Regions from separate parts of the Sus scrofa genome. Here region 2 is linked to region 1. Evidence: chromatin contacts called from public HiChIP or PLAC-seq data. All regions are on one chromosome and are shown on one strand. The core of a region is the stretch at or near the end of the contact, and the rest is flanking DNA. Distances in the headings are between cores, read along the strand shown. Region 1 has its middle 25 kb from the start of FAM214A. Region 2 has its middle 78 kb from the start of MAPK6.

What was found. HiChIP or PLAC-seq counts read pairs in DNA pulled down with a chosen protein or histone mark.
Region 2: a contact with region 1 is called in an H3K27ac HiChIP or PLAC-seq map of alveolar macrophages. The contact joins two enhancer-like sites. A contact is called at or near these places in 1 of 47 Hi-C or Micro-C datasets (embryonic fibroblasts) and 1 of 2 datasets of contacts at active chromatin or transcription factors (alveolar macrophages).

The regions. Positions count from the first base shown.
Region 1 is chr1:118,965,277-118,973,135 of Sscrofa11.1, forward strand. No RefSeq gene overlaps it. Among named protein-coding and RNA genes, the nearest start is that of FAM214A, 25 kb to the right of the region's middle. Within about 2 kb of position 4,960, at least 28 of the 83 cell types and tissues checked have an H3K27ac peak or open chromatin away from gene starts, as enhancers often do. A contact at or near this core is called in alveolar macrophages, where this site is marked.
Region 2 is chr1:119,689,359-119,697,217 of Sscrofa11.1, forward strand. No RefSeq gene overlaps it. Among named protein-coding and RNA genes, the nearest start is that of MAPK6, 78 kb to the right of the region's middle. Within about 2 kb of position 3,378, at least 12 of the 83 cell types and tissues checked have an H3K27ac peak or open chromatin away from gene starts, as enhancers often do. A contact at or near this core is called in alveolar macrophages, where this site is marked.

The DNA of each region.
Region 1 (7,859 bases), core at 3,710-6,209:
TTGCCTGGGAACCTCCATATGCCACAGGTCCAGCCCTAAAAAGACAAAAAAAAAAAAAAAAAAAAAAAGATAAAAGAAAGAAAGATAGTTTAGTTTTTCCCTCAGCAGTGATTTTTAACCAGGGATGATTTTGCACACCATGGCAAACCAGCAAACCAAATTCAGCAAACTATAAAAAGGATGATATGCCATGATTGAGTGGGGTTTATCCTGAGCATGCAAGGTTGATTTAACATCTGAATATCGATTAATGTAATATACCATATTCACACAATAAGGAACAAAATCCACACGAGCATCTTAATGGTCGTGCAAAAGCATTTGATAAAATCCAACACCTTCTCATGATAAAAACTCTCAAGAAGGTAGAAATAGAAGGGAACTTCCTCAACCTAACAAAATGCATCTGTGAAAAACTCATAGCTAACATACTTGATAGCAAAAGACTGAATGTTTTCCTCCTCCTAAGATCAGGGACAAGACAAGGACATACACTATCATCACTTCTATTCAAAATTGTACTAGAGGTTCTAGCTAGAGCAATTAAGGAAGAAAAAGAAATAAAAAGGCATCCAGACTGGAAAGGAAGAAGTAAAACTATATTCACTGATGACATGATTTGTATTTAGAAAATTCTAAAGGATCTACAAAAAATTAGTAGAAGTAATAAGCAAATTCAGCAAGTTTGCAGGGTACAAGGTCATTATACAAAAATCAATTGTATTTCTATGCACTAGCAATGAATAGTCTAAAAATGAAATTAAGAAAAGAGTTCCATTTATATTAACATCAAAAAGAATAAAATACTTAGGAATAAATTTAACAAAAGTGCGAGACTTGTACATTGAAAACTGCAACTCATCATTGAAAGAAATTAAATATGATCTAATTAAAATATGATCTACAAATGGCAGAGCAGATAAGCACATGAAAATATTCTCAGCATCATTTAGTCATTAGGGAAAGGCAAATCTCACCTACAAAGAACTGTTATTTCATGCCCACTAGGATGGCTATAATAAAAAAAGACAATAACACGGAGTTCCTTCATGCCTGAGCGGGTTAAGGGAGCTCCCTGCTTGGTTAGTTTTGTATAGTGTTCTTCAGTTTGTCTAATACTTTCTCATGATTAGATTGAAGAAATATATTTTGGGTGGGGTATTTGATGTTATATGTTTTACTTACAGTGATGCTAATGTTGATCTCATAGTTGTCAGGTTTCTCTGCTATAAAGTTACTATTTTCCCCTTTGGGGAGATACTTTGAGATTTTTGCACACGTCCTATTTCTCCTCATTCTTTCACCTACTGATTTTAGCCTTCACCAGTTGTTGCCTACAACACTTATTACTGAGGCATTTCCTTAAAGGAAATTATCTATTTCCATCTCCCCCTCCATATATTTTAATTGGAATTCTACTATAGGGAAGGGTTGTCCTTTCCTCCCATTTATTTATTTATTCATTTTTGCCTTTATATTACTATGAAATCATGGATATTTATTTTATTATATGGATTATAATCCAATAATCTCATTATTTATTTTATAGTTTCCATTGTCCCACTTGAGGCCTTTGGGAGCTTTCATTAAGTCTGTTCTTGTGCCCTTCGACACGCCTCATTATTTAAAAAATAAACAATTATTGATATGTCACATAAAATTTATCCTTTTATATAATATAATTCAGTGGGGTTTTTTTTTGCATATTCACAGGGTTGTACAACCACCACCAGTATCTAATTTTAGAACATTTTTATCACCCCCCCCAAAGAAATCCCATACCCATTAGTAGTCACTGCCATTTCCCCTTTCCCCTGGGCCCTGGCAACCACTAACCCACTTTCTCTTTCTGTAGACTTACCTGTTCTGGACATTTTATATAAGTAGAATTATACAATATTTGGCCTTTTGTGTCTGGTTTTACCACTTAGTATACCATTTTTTAAGTCTGTCCATGTCATAGCATGTATCAATTCTTTTTATATCTGCATGCTGAATAACAGTTCAATATATGGACATACCACAGGTTGTTTATCCATTTATTCAGTTACTGAATATTTGGGTTCTTCCCACTTTTTGGCTGTTATGATTAATGCTACTATGAGCACTTGTGTAAAGGCTTTCGTGTGAACATATGTCTTCAGTTCTTCTGAATATATACCTACTAATAGAATTGCTGGATCAAATGGTAACTCTATGACTTACAGTTTGAGGAATTGCCAAATTGTTCTCTAAGGAGGGTGTCCTGGAGTTCCTGTTATGGCTCAACAAGTCAAGAACATGACATAGTCTCCATGAGGATGCAGGTTCAATCCCTGGCTTCGCTTAGTGGGGTTAAGGATCTGGCATTGCTGAAAGCTACGGTGTAGGCTATAAATGCTGCTCAGATCTGGTGTTGCTTTGGCTGTGGTGTAGACCGGCAGCTGCAGCTCTGATTCAACCCCTAGCATAGGAACTTCCATATGCTGCAGATACGGCCATATAAGGAAAAAATAAATAAACAAGTAAATAAAGTAAGGATAACAAACTCACCATATGCTAACATGAAACCAAAGTTAAAAAAATTAATTGAGCAGTATCTTCAAGAGAGTTAAGGTCAAGAAAGACTGAAGAATTTTCACTATTGGAGGATACTCAGGAGGCATGACAATGTGAGCTGGATTCTGGACAAGAAAAATATTAGTGGGAAAATACTCAAAATTCAATTGAGGTCTGTAGAGTAGCTTAAAGTATTGTATGAATGTTAATTTCCTGCTTTCAATAATTGCACTATGGTTATGTAAAATGTGTAAATTAGGGGCAGATGGGTAAAGGGTAAACAGAACCCCCTGTACTATTTGTGCAACTCTTCTCCGAGTCTAAAATTATTTCAACATAAAAACTTTTAAATATTTGATTTAAAAAACTATATCCAGATTCAATTTTCTTTGAAAGTAAATTGTGGGCCCCTTTGCTTTATAGGTTGCGAAAGGAATAATGTGAAAGGCAGCAAGCAGCCCAGTGATTTACAACAAAGCACCTTGTCTTGGAAATCCTAGGTTTTAACATTTTCCATGCCACAGTTCTTCCAGTGGGTGGCAGCACTTGACCAGTTTCTCATCAGCAAAACCCAGGAAGAAAGAGGAGATTGAGAAGAGGGAGGTGAAACAATGAGAAATTCTGCACATGGGGATAAAGGTGACATTGTCATTATTTAATGTACAGTCACTATAGGGTGATGCCATTTTTATGGGCACTTAAGTGATGAGGCATGGAGGAAAGAACTTGTAAACAGTGATGTAAGGCTTGGAGGCAAAATAACCTACCCCACCCTATCCCCACCCTTCTCCCACCACAGCCTAGGGCCTCAGGAAGGAGCACTGTTTCCACCAGGTGCCAATGCCACACTCTTGAAAGGATAACAATGGGTGACTTTTGTGAGACTTTTAAAGAATGATACAAAGAAGCTATAAATCATTAATAGTATAAAAGTTTAATAAAATAAGACTGTTATCTAATTTCTTATTGGTTTTTCTGAGAATGGGCAGCCTGGAAAGAACACTCATTTCTCTTTTTTTCTGCTGTCTTCTCTCCCAAACCCAAGAATTTCTCCCATGTAAGTCTAATACCTGACCTCAGTATCTCAGCCATCTTTGGTAGTTGCTGAAACCCAGTCCATCAGGAGATTTATTTAAAAGACCAGAGCCAGGAAGTTCCCGTCATGGCTCAGCAGTAATGAACCTGACTAGTATCCATGAGAATGCAGGTTTGATCCCTGACCTTTCTCAGTGGGTTAAGGATCCAGCGTTGCCATGAGCTGTGGTGTGGGTCACAGACGCAGCTTGGACCTGGTGTTGCTGTAGCTGTGGCATAGGCTGGCAGCTGTAGCTTTGATTAAACCCCTAGCCTGGGAACTTCCATATGCCTCGGATGCAGCATATGGAATATATGGCATATAAGACAAAAAATAAATAAAAATAAAAAATAAAAAACCATAGCCAGCAAGCATCAGAACTTCAAGCCAAGACTTTGAGGAGACCAAGTCCTCCCTCCACAGGGCAGAAACCTGTCCTAAGCCCCTGCCTTTTGTGAAGGAGTTGACTCCAGTGACAGGGAGGGGATGATTTCTGGCCCTGGGCACCAAGGATTCCACAGTGAAGCTGAGTTGTGCCAGCTAAGGTGAACCCTCCCCATAGTAGTTAAGACATAATATGTGTATTTTAATAATGTTATATTCTGGAGTTCCCTTATGGTGCGTTGTCACTGCCGTGGTTTGGGTTGCTGCTGTAGTGCCAGTTCAGTCCCTGGCCAGACATCCACAATGCCCCAGGCATAGCTAAAAACAAATAGAAAAACAAAAACAAAACTTGTGGTTACTGAAGGGGACAGGTGGGTTGAAAGATGGGTTGGGGGTTTGGGATTGGCATATGCACACTATTGTGTATTGAATGGATGGTCATTGGAGACCCACTGTATAGCACAGTGAACTTTACTCAATATTCTGGGATAACCTATATGAAAATGGCTATATGTATGTGTGTAACTGAATCACTTCTCTGTAAGGCAGAAATTAACACATTATAAATCAACTATACTTTAATAAAATTAAAATAAAAAGAATCATTTCCAATAGGAGCTGTTCTTGAGTTTCTGGTCCAGCCCCTGTGGGGGCCACTGAGGGCTGCTATCTCTGCGGACATCTCAAGGTCTAGTCCAAATCAGCCTTGAGGGAGCTGGAGGGCCCAGTACACAGGCGGCTCTTCTCCTCGGCTCCTCCTGAGAAAGGTCAGACATGATCCCATGGTCTGTCTGCTTTGGGTATACTGAAGTCCCACACAACTTGCCTTCCCTCCAACACTGAGTCCCCGAAGTTCACTTTTACCCAGAATACACTGAGGCCCAAAGCACAGGTTACAGTCCCAGACCTTTTGTGCTGCCTTGGAGCCTCTTGCCACATCTGCAGCTGAATGTGACAGGATGTGGGTAAGAGGGCCTGACGACTGTGATGCAAGAATCCCTGGCTTTACATAACACATGGTGCTCTGCTGACCATGCAAAACTTAATACAAGGACTCAACCCCCACAAAGAGGCAACTCAGGAAAGAGCCATGCATGGCTGCAAACACACCCCACTCTCAGTTGCCAAAACACTTGTTTTAACCAGAACGAAAATGAAAATATAGCCCAGCCCTGTTACCCTACCCTCATCTGGTAACCTTCATTTTAAGAACTCCAAGTTCTGGGAGAAACAAACAGAAAACACAGTTTGTTTTTTAACTTCAGTTGACATTAAAAAAAATTTTTTTAAACATAGAGTTGGTTTATAATGTTGTGCCAATTTCTGCTATACAGCAAAGTGACCCAGTTATACATATATATGCATTACTTTTCTTATATTACCTTCCATTAAGGGCTATCCCAAGACTTTTTTTTTTTTTTTTTTTTTTTTTTTTTTGCTGCCCTGTGGCATATGACAGATCCTGGACCAGGGGTAATATCCAAGCCAGAGCTGCAACCTACACCACAGCTATGGCAATGACGGATCCTTAACTCACTGCCCTGGCCCAGGATTGAACTGGTGCCTCCACAGAGAGAAAGCAGAATCATTAACCCACTGCACCACAGACTTTTTTTTTTTTTTTTAATCTTTTTGTCTTTTTAGCACCACACCCGGGGCATATGTAGGTTCCCAAGGTAGGGGTCCAATCGGAGCTGTAGTCACTGGCCTACACCACAGCCACAGCCAACTACGAGAGATCCCAGCCGTGTCTTTGACCCACACCCCAGCTCATGGCAATGCCGGATCCTTAACCCATTGAGCAAGGCAAGGGATCCAACATGCATCCTCATTAATGCTAGTCGGGTTTGTTAACCACTGAGCCAGGACTGGAACTCCCATAGACATCTTTTAAAAATAACTTTTTAGGAAGTTCCTGTTGTGGCACAGTGGAAACAAATCTGACTAGTATCCATGAGGATGTAGGTCCAATCTCTGGCCTCACTCAGTGGGTTAAGGATCTGGCGTTGGCATGAGCTGTGGTGTAGGTTGCAGACATGGCTTGAATCTGGCATTGCTGTGGCTGTGGCACAGGCCAATAGCTGCAGCTCAGATTCAACCCCTAGGCTGGGAACTTCCATAAGCCTAGTGTGTGGCCCCAAGAAGCAAAAAAAAAAAAAAAAAAACCCACAACTTTTATATAATCAGAAGAACAGTTTCACATTTAACCAAAAAAATTAAATTATGTAATTATTTTCCTTAATAGATAATTCCCAGTTAAAATTCAATTTCTCAGGAATCTGAAAAGTAATATATACATAAAAATAAATCACCACGTGCTAACACAACATTGTAAAGCAACTATACTTCAAATAAAATGATAAAATTAAAAAAATTAAATGTCCTTTGTAGTGGATTGTCTAAATTAGGATCCAGTAATAAGATCCCACATTGCACTTGCTTTTGTGTCCCTATTATCTTTTTTTTAATTGATCTTTTTTATCATTTATTTATATATATATTTTTTCTATTGTACAGCATGGTGACTCAGTTACACGTACATGCATACATTCTTTTTTCTCACATTATGTGTTCCATCATAATTGACTACACAGAGTTCCCAGTGCTACACACCAGGATCCCATTGCTAATCCATCCCGAAGGCAACATTCTGCACCTATTTACCCCAAGCTCCCAGTCCCTCCCACTCCCTCCCTTTCCCCCTTGGCAACCACAAGTCTGTTCTCCAAGTCCATGATTTTCTTTTCTGTGGAAAGGTTCATTTGTGCCCTATATTAGATTCCAGATATAAGTGATATCATATGGTATTTGTCTTTCTCTTTCTGAATTACTTCACTCAGTATGAGAGTCTCTAGTTCCATCCATGTTGCTGCAAATGGCATTATGTCATTCTTTTTTATGGCTGAGTAGTATTCATTGTGTATATATACACCACATCTTCTTTATCCAATCATCTATCTGTAGACATTTAGGTTGATTCCATGTCTTGGTTATTGTGAATAGTGCTGCAATGAACATGCGGGTGTATGTGTCTTTTTTAATTAGAGTTTTGTCTGGATATATGCCTATTGTCTTTTGATCTACGGCGTTCCATTTTCTCTGCTACTGACTGACTGGAGCCTGGGGTCAGGTGACCTGAAGAAAGCCTGCCTCCTTGGTGTGTCTGATGACTTCCTCTGGTTGTAGTTTGGCTTGTTTGTTCATCCCTTGACTTTCCTGTAACCTGGAAGTTATATCTAAAAGTTAGAGATTCAGGTTAAACCTGAGTCCATATGTATTTTTATAACGTGCATAGAAAAGCTGAATGGGAAAAATGACAACCATATATTCATAATGTATCATACATATATCAGCTGGTACTGCTCAATTAAGGCACATTTATCTTAATCTCATGAATCACAAAACCTACTTACTTAACCAGTTAATTTTATGGATGGGAGTCTCCTTATAATTCTATCTTTAAAATCTTGAAAGTCAGAAATGTGTGGTCTAAAATGGCATAGAAGAAATTGACATAAAAGAACTCAAGAAACACCCCTGCTTTCTCTTGAGAAATGAATCTGTTTCCAGTTTTTGACTCACAGTCCTACCCTGACCCCACTCCTGGTTCTGGTCCCCATCCAGCCCCGTCTACTTCACACCTGCTCTGCTTGGTCCATACCTCAGCCCTAACCCCATAAGGGACAAATCAAGAGCAGTGATGACAAATCCAGGTTGAAGTTCTACTTTGTTTCTCACAGTTGACAAATGCTCCTAATTTACTCCAAATGCTAAATAATTTCCTGCATTTTATAGAATAAATTATTTGTTCTGTGAGCTTGTGTCTTACAGGAAGGAGTCACCTTAAAGTGGTCTTGACCAT
Region 2 (7,859 bases), core at 2,128-4,627, 720 kb after region 1:
TTAACTTGCTGTGCCACAAGGAAACTCTCTCCCAGGTGACTCTAATGTGTAACCAGAGTTGTACAGCCAGGATTGAGAACCACCTCATTAAGCGAGGACCTCATGGTTAACCTTTCGTGATAGTCTGTTCCATTTGAGTTCAATCAAGTTAATTGACCAAGTTAAGATTTCAATTAAATCTTAAGATACTTAAAATAAGGATGTCTACTTGATTAGTGTCCACTTTTCTTTTTTTTTAACTTTTCTTTGATGTTATACTTAGTTATAACTGAAAGAATCTAATAGTTTAGTGGATCTGTTCAGAAAAACTGCAGTTCCTAGTGCCCCCTCCTGACATTCCCAGCCCCAGAGACAACTCCTTTTGACTCTTCTAGCTAATTCTCTTGGAATTTGCCTCTATAGCTTTAAACAGAAATCTTGGATTACTATTTCTTGATTTTCAGTTTGGAATATTATCCATTATCTTCACACCATGATAATGAAGTGATTCGTCTCTTTCATTCCCCACATCTCCTGCCACATACAGATTCTTGTCCCCCTACCCCTACCCAATATAGTTGTATAATAATTTTGCTTAAATCAATATTCATATTTTATAATTTTTGTATGCCATTCAGAGCTGAGGCATATAACAACTATGATTAGTTATTTCCTGTACATTTATTTTATTTCCTCGAGTTAATATTTGCCTTAATTTTTCACTTGATTAGTTTTTTTTTTCCTTTTTTCTTCTTTTGTAGCATATAGAGTTCCTAGGCCAGGGATCAGATCTGAGCCCCAGTTGCAACCTACACTGCACTATGGCAATGCCAGGTCCTTTAACCCACTGTGCCAGGCTAGGGATCAAACCTTCATACCAGCACTCCCAAGACACCATCCATCCCATTCCGCTACAGCAGAAACTCCATTAGCTTGATTAGTTTTTTATTGGCTTTCTATGAACTTTTCAGGAATCCATCTTTAAAGTCTCTACCAGTTGTTAAAATATCTTCACAAGACATTTATTCACATCAGGTACTTTGTAAATTTCACCTTCCTGAAGATGAAAGGAACTCTGTCTCCCAGAGCTTTCTCACCTGCTCAAATCTGGGCTGGTTGTCCTCTGTACTGGGTGCACAACTGTCACCTTGCAATCTCCCTTCAGTGTCATCATGTTGGGATTCCCTTAGCTTTTCTCACCTGTTAGAGCTCCTTTTTCTGGATCCCTGCCTTTTCTCTTTCTTGGTTTACTCCCTTCTTTTGCTGAAATACATACCCCAGTAACTTTCTGAGAAAGAGCATATGAGAGGTTAAAAAAAGTTGAAGCCATGCATATCTGAAGATGTCTTAGTTCTACCTTCACAGTTGATTCATACTTTGGGTATAGTATTCCAGATTGTAAATTATTTTCCCTCAGAATTTTAGAGGCATTTCTCCATTTTCTTGTAGCTTCCAGTGTTAAAGGCATTCTTCTATGTTCCTTTAGCTTGCAGTGTTGATTCCTAATCCTTTTTTGGTGGCCCATTTTTTTCTCCCCAGAAGCCTGGAGGATCTTCTCTATGGCCCTGAGGTCCTAAAATATCACATTGACACATGGGTGTATTTTCATCCATTGTGCTGGGCACTTAGGTGAGCCCTTTCAATCTGGAAACTTGGGTCCTTCAGTCCTGGAAGTTGCTTTCTCAGCTTGCTTTGCAGCTAGCAGTGTTCATGTGACATGGTCTGACCAAAAAGGTATTAGCAAAAGTCTCTCAGGAGGTTCTGCGAAATCTTTTGCTTTTCTAATCTTGAGGCACAGATGGTGCTAGCATGGCTCCTTCTTCCTTCTCCTTGCCTTGAATATGGATCCATATGGATAACTGAGCTGTAATGGTTATCGCAAACCCATGAGGGAAAGGCAAAATAATCACAGATGTTAGCCCTGATCTTTTTTTTTTAACCATTGAACCAATACCAGGAGCTGCATGTCTTCTGAATTTTTGTTACATGAGAAAAATGAACCTCTATTTTTTTAAACTCTGCAGGCTGGTTTTGCTGTTACTTGAAGCCAAATTTATTCCTAACTGATAGATTCCTACTGACAGTAGATGCTTGGTAAATATTTGTTTGGCTGAATTCTACAGAGGGGATGAAAGATTTTTTAAAATTTAATTATATTTAAATTTATAGCCAATATATTACCATTTCAACATATAATCAGTTTTTTAAAAATTGTATTAAAGTATAGTTGATCTACTAGGGGATGAAAAATTTGAGCTCACAGATGTCACACGTGAAATTGCGTCTTCTCCAAGAGAAAAAAAAAAAGTGCCCACATCTGTCTTGGTGTCTTCAAAAACCTCTGTAGAAAAGAGGAACTTGATCAAAGTAGGCAAATATACTGAAGGTGCTTGGGGGAAGCAAGAAGAGTTCATTGTCGTGGCTATGAGAAAGCATATAAAACTCCACTGCACTCACTTCACAAGCTTAGAGAACTAAAATATTTGGGCAGTAGGGGTGGCATTTCTTTTTTTTCTTTTTATAGCTGCATCCATGGTATATATTAGTTCCCAGGCTAGTGGTCCAATGGGAGCTGCAGCTGCCAGCCTACACCACAGTCACAGCAACACTGCACCCAAGCCTCATCTGTGACTTACACCGCAGCTTGCAGCAATGCGGGATCCTTAACCCAAAAGGCCAGGGATCAAACCTGCATCCTCACAGACACTGTGTTGGGTCCTTAACCCACTGAGCCACAATGGGAACGCCCCGCATTTCTTAAAGTAGCAAGAGAGGAAAATGACCTAAAAGCTCTGGCAAAGGAACACTAGGTTTTTCTCTAATACACTGGCACATCCATTTGTGCTTCTTGCCTGTTATATATATTGAACCAAAATAATAATTACACTGTAATCTGTGCTCCCAAGGTAGACCATCCTAGAATCAATTAACAGGAGCATAAGAATGCCATAAGAAATAAAGATTTTTTCATTCTAAAAACCAGATCTTGAAGCTTTTTAGAAACAACTGCATTTAGGCCTACTTGTAATTGTATGTTTCTATCACCTAAAAAAGCCAAGCTGCTGAAGCAAGAGTAAATCTGACTTGAAAGATATGTGTTAAACACCAACTGCACAGCCAGAAACGGCTCCGTTTGGCTATAAAATTGACAATTGAGATGTCAGGCAGGGTCAGATAAAGGGGATCCAGGACCATCATCCACCACAGGATCCCGTGTGCTTCTGGGAATTGGAGTTTCCCCCACAGCTGGAGATAAATTAGCTATCCAAAAGGAGAGGACTACTTCTCAGAAATTAGTTTTCAGGAAAGAGAAGTTGGATTTACTGTGGTTTGACAGTTCTGACTGGTCTTTACCACAGCTATTTTTAAAGCTGCTTTCCAGTAACTGTGAGTAACCCTCAGGGTTGGCAACTGTCCTGGGAGGCCAGTGACCGCAGAGACCCTTTTGCTGAGGCCCAGGGCTTGCTCTATAAGGAGATGGAAGTGGGGGTGGGGGGTGCTTACAAAAGAAGGGGCCAGAAGATAGCAAATGGCATTGTAGTGAGGGAGGGAGAGGGCATGTGGTGGGCTAAGGGCAGCGGGTGACCTCAAGATGACTGAGCCACAGGGTGGGGCGAGCCAGCATCGACACTGCCTGTGGGGGCATTTGGATACAGCCTTGCTGTCTGCTCGTCTCCCCACATGACTTCGTTCGTGGGCACTGGAGGGATGAAAAGAGGTCCTTGAACAGTAATGCTTACTAACCATGGGCCCTTTCTTACTTGGGCATAGGTTAACTCACCCTATGATGTCTTGGGCCCCAGATATGCAGAACCAGGAAGGTTGCTTTTGCCTCTAACCTCCTGGGACTCATGCATCCCACAGCTGCCAGTGTGCTTGCTGTAGTTTATCTTCTTTTGCAGAGAATGAAATTCTCCCTCAACCTTAGCTCTTCACCTTTTGAAGCTAGATTTTATTTTTTTGGTCATACCCATGGTATGTAGAAATTCCCACACCAGGGAGTCAAACCCGTGTCATAGCCCTAACCAGAACCACAGCTGCAGCAACACCAGATCCTTAAGCCGCTGTGCCACAAGGGAACTTCCAGAAGCTAAACTTTATTTATTTAGTCTTTTTAGGGCTGCACCCTTGGCATATGGAAGTTCCCAAGCAAGGGGTCGAATCAGAGCTATAACTTCAGCACACCACAGCCACAGCAAGGCCAGATCCAAGCCACATCACAGCTCATGGCAATACTGGATCCTTAACCCAATGAGCAAGGCCAGGGATCGAACCTGTGTCCTCATGGTTACTAGTCAGGTTCGTTACTGCTGAACCGCAGTGGGAATTCCCAGAAGCTAGACTTTTAAATTATGTATTCATTTAACTTTATGTACAATTAGGCCCTTGCAACTGTTTTACAATTTGGTCCTTTTTGTGTGGCATGGCCACTTTTTACTTTGTGATTTTTATATTTCCACTGTGAACAATTTCAAAAATACAAATTTAGAGGAAAAAACATAATGAATTCTCACTTATCCAAAATCCAGCTTGAACAGTGATCAACTCACAACCAGTCTTTTTTTATGTGTACCCTCCCTTACAACCCATTGCTTCATATAAGCAAATCCCAGCCACTCCATGCAAAGTCCTGAGTTCCTTAGCTTGCACATAATGGTCTTCAAGTGGTCCTGCTTTCCAGTATAACAGGATGTTCCAGGTTCTTCCTGTACCTTTGCTGTCTCAGTGGATCAGCCATTTCCTTTAAATAAGAAATTGTTTTTAGAGAACACAGTCTGAGTTCTCAGAGTGCTGTTGCATCTGAGCTGATCACCGTTTCTAGGATACAATGCCCACCTTGGCATTCTCTGTAGGCTTTAGAAAACCTGTGGACTCACACAACTACAAAGGCCATACTTGGCACTGACCTCACCTAGAATAAGGATACAAGGACAGGAAACCCCCCACCCCCACCCCGGTGGGGCTGTGGAGGCCATTTCTCTAGGCAGCCCCACCCCCTAGCCCTTGGAGGTCATCAGAAGAACAGGACTGAGGAGTTTCTGTGGTGGCTCACTGGTGACAAACCCAACTAATATCCATGAAGACGTGGGTTCAATCCTTGGCCTCGATCAGCGGGTTAAGAATCTGGTGTTACTGTGAGCTGCAGTGCAGATCTCAGGCATGGTTTAGATCCTGAGTTGCTATGGCATAGGTAGGCAGCTGCAGCTCTGACTCAACCCCCGGCCTGAAAACTTCCATTTGTGGGCGCGGCCTTAAAAAAAAAAAAAAAAAAAAGACCCAGGCAATCAGAGGTTCCGCATCCCCTCCCTGTCCTTGGAATGTATGCTCTTCCTACTTTTCCCATAGTGGGAGGTGTTCCAAGGACACAGCCTTGAGAAAGTAAGATTGATGTTGAGACCATCTGAACAGTATGCATGACTGAACACAGTTAGGGCAGTCAGCCCTCTGTATCTGCAAGTTCCACATCCTTGGATTCAACCAACCTCAGATTGAAAATATTCAGGAAAAAAAAATTCAGGAAATTCCAAAAAGCAAAACCTGTATTTGCTGTTGGGCCAGCAACTATTTACATAGCACTCGCATTGTATTTATGACCACTTACATGGCATTTGCATTGTATTAGGTACTTTAAGTAATCTAAAATTGATTGAAAGCATAAGGGAGGCTCTGCACACACATTAAATGCAAGTACTATGCAGTTATGTATTAGGGACTCGAGCATCCTAGGATTTTGGTATCAGAATCAATATGGATCTGGAACTAATCCCACTGATACTGCGGGACAACTGTATAAAGTTTTAAGTTTCTGGCAGGCGGTACAGAGATCTATTCATCTTTCAACATCCCAAGACAAGCCCGGTGTGAATAAATAAATTTCCTTATTTATTAAAACCCACTGCCTACTAATTGGGAGTGGTCTGCCTCTTTCTTTGGTTTCTCCTTGCCCTCCACGTATGGAGCACCAGTTTGCAAGCCGACACCACCTCCCCCTGTGTGTTGCCAGATAAACTACAGGATGACCAGTTAAACCTGAATTTCAGAAAAATGATGCATATAAGCCTCGTATCCCAGTTAGAAACAAATATCCCAATATTAGTAATATCTTTATGGGCCTAGCTTGCTTCCATGTCCCCTCAAGGGACATGTCCCATTCCAAGAGTCATAATTCTCAGGAAACCACAGCTTTCCACCAGGTCTTTCTAATCCATTCACTGTCCTCGCTGTCCAGATGCAGTGGGTCATTTTTACCACAAGCAATGTTGCCTAGTAACCCAGCTGACATTCCACCTTCATCAGATTTTCAGAAAAGAGCTATAAAAAGTAAACTCCAAGGAGAACGAGAGATGATTTTTTTTTAAGTCCTTTATATAGAGAGGCCTTTTCAGTGGTCAGAGCCAGGAAAGACAGATGATAGATGATAAAGGAAAAACAGTTTTCCACCTGAGGAGGGAAAAACTCAGTGCTTCCTTACTATGTCTGTCTTTCCTGTGTGTCTTCACTGCTCACAAAACAAAAAAAAAAAAAAAAAAAAAAACACTTCACTTTTGACAATTTTGGTCACCAAATACATGGGGTTTCTCCTCACACCAAGCAATTCTCTACCACACCAAATGAGTGTCCTACGATTCAACTTAACTCTAACACTGTCTACCTGAAAATATTGTCTGATCCTGAAACCAAGCAGAACCCTGTGGGGCCCTCCCAGGTACAAAAGCCTTTTTGTGTCCCCCATTTTTTGTTTGTAAGAAAGGGCTTCAGGAGTTCCCACTCTGGCAACAGGATGGGTGGCATCTCTGCAGCCCCAGGATGCAGGTTCAATCCCCCACACTGTGGGTTAAAGGATCTGGGCATTGTTGCAGCTGTGGCAAAAGTCGCAACTGTGGCTTGGATCTGATCCCTGGCCCAGGAATACATATGCCATCAGTAGCCAAAAAAAGAGAAAGGAAAAGAAAAAAAAAAAGAAAGAAAAAGGCTTCAGTTCCCTAGATCTTCCCTGAGTTCCAAAGGGCATATTCAAAGAGTTACTAATTAGGGAGTGAGAGAATGCAGAAACAAAGGAAAAGCAGTCAAGAAACCATAGTGCAGCAATAAAGCAGAGTCCTAGTTCCTCCTCATGGGCTACAGGTAACAAGCTGATACTTACCTTCGAATTCTTCTACAGGAACTAAAGCTGCCACACAAGTAGAAGATGGTAATGTCAGGCTGAGCATAAGCACATAGACCCCAGACTGGTTGGAACCAGAAGGTTGATGACTGAGATTCCTGAAACACCACCTATTACCTCACCACCAAACCATCATGAAGAAAGTCATGTATCGTGCTGCCCATCCCACAAATTTTTCTTTACAAACTCTCCCCTGGGAGTTACTGTTGTGGCCCAGCAGTAAGGCACCCAACTAGTATCCATGAGAATGCAGGTTCAATCCCTGGCCCTGCTCAGTGGGTTAGGGATCCAGCATTGCTGTGTGCTTCAATGTAGGTCACAGATGTGACTTGGATCCCCTTTGCTGTGGCGGCAGTGTAAGCCAGCAGCTGCAGATCTGATTCAACCCGCAGCCTGGGAACTTCCATAGGCCACAGTTGCAGCCCTAAAAAGCAAATTAATTGATTAATTAATTAAAAATAAAATAAAAACTCTTCCCCGAAGACCATCAGGGAATTTGGATCTTTGGAGCACAAGCTACCTGTAACACTCCTTACTTGACTGTTGCAGCAAATCTTTCTCTGCCCCAAACTCTGACTTTTCAGTTTGTTTGGCCTCACTGTGCATTAGGCACACAAACTTGGGTTCAACAACAATCCAACAGGTTAAGAACTCAGACTACAAAATTAACCCTCCCTCCCCCAAAACACACACACCTTCAGATGCCATGGGCTAG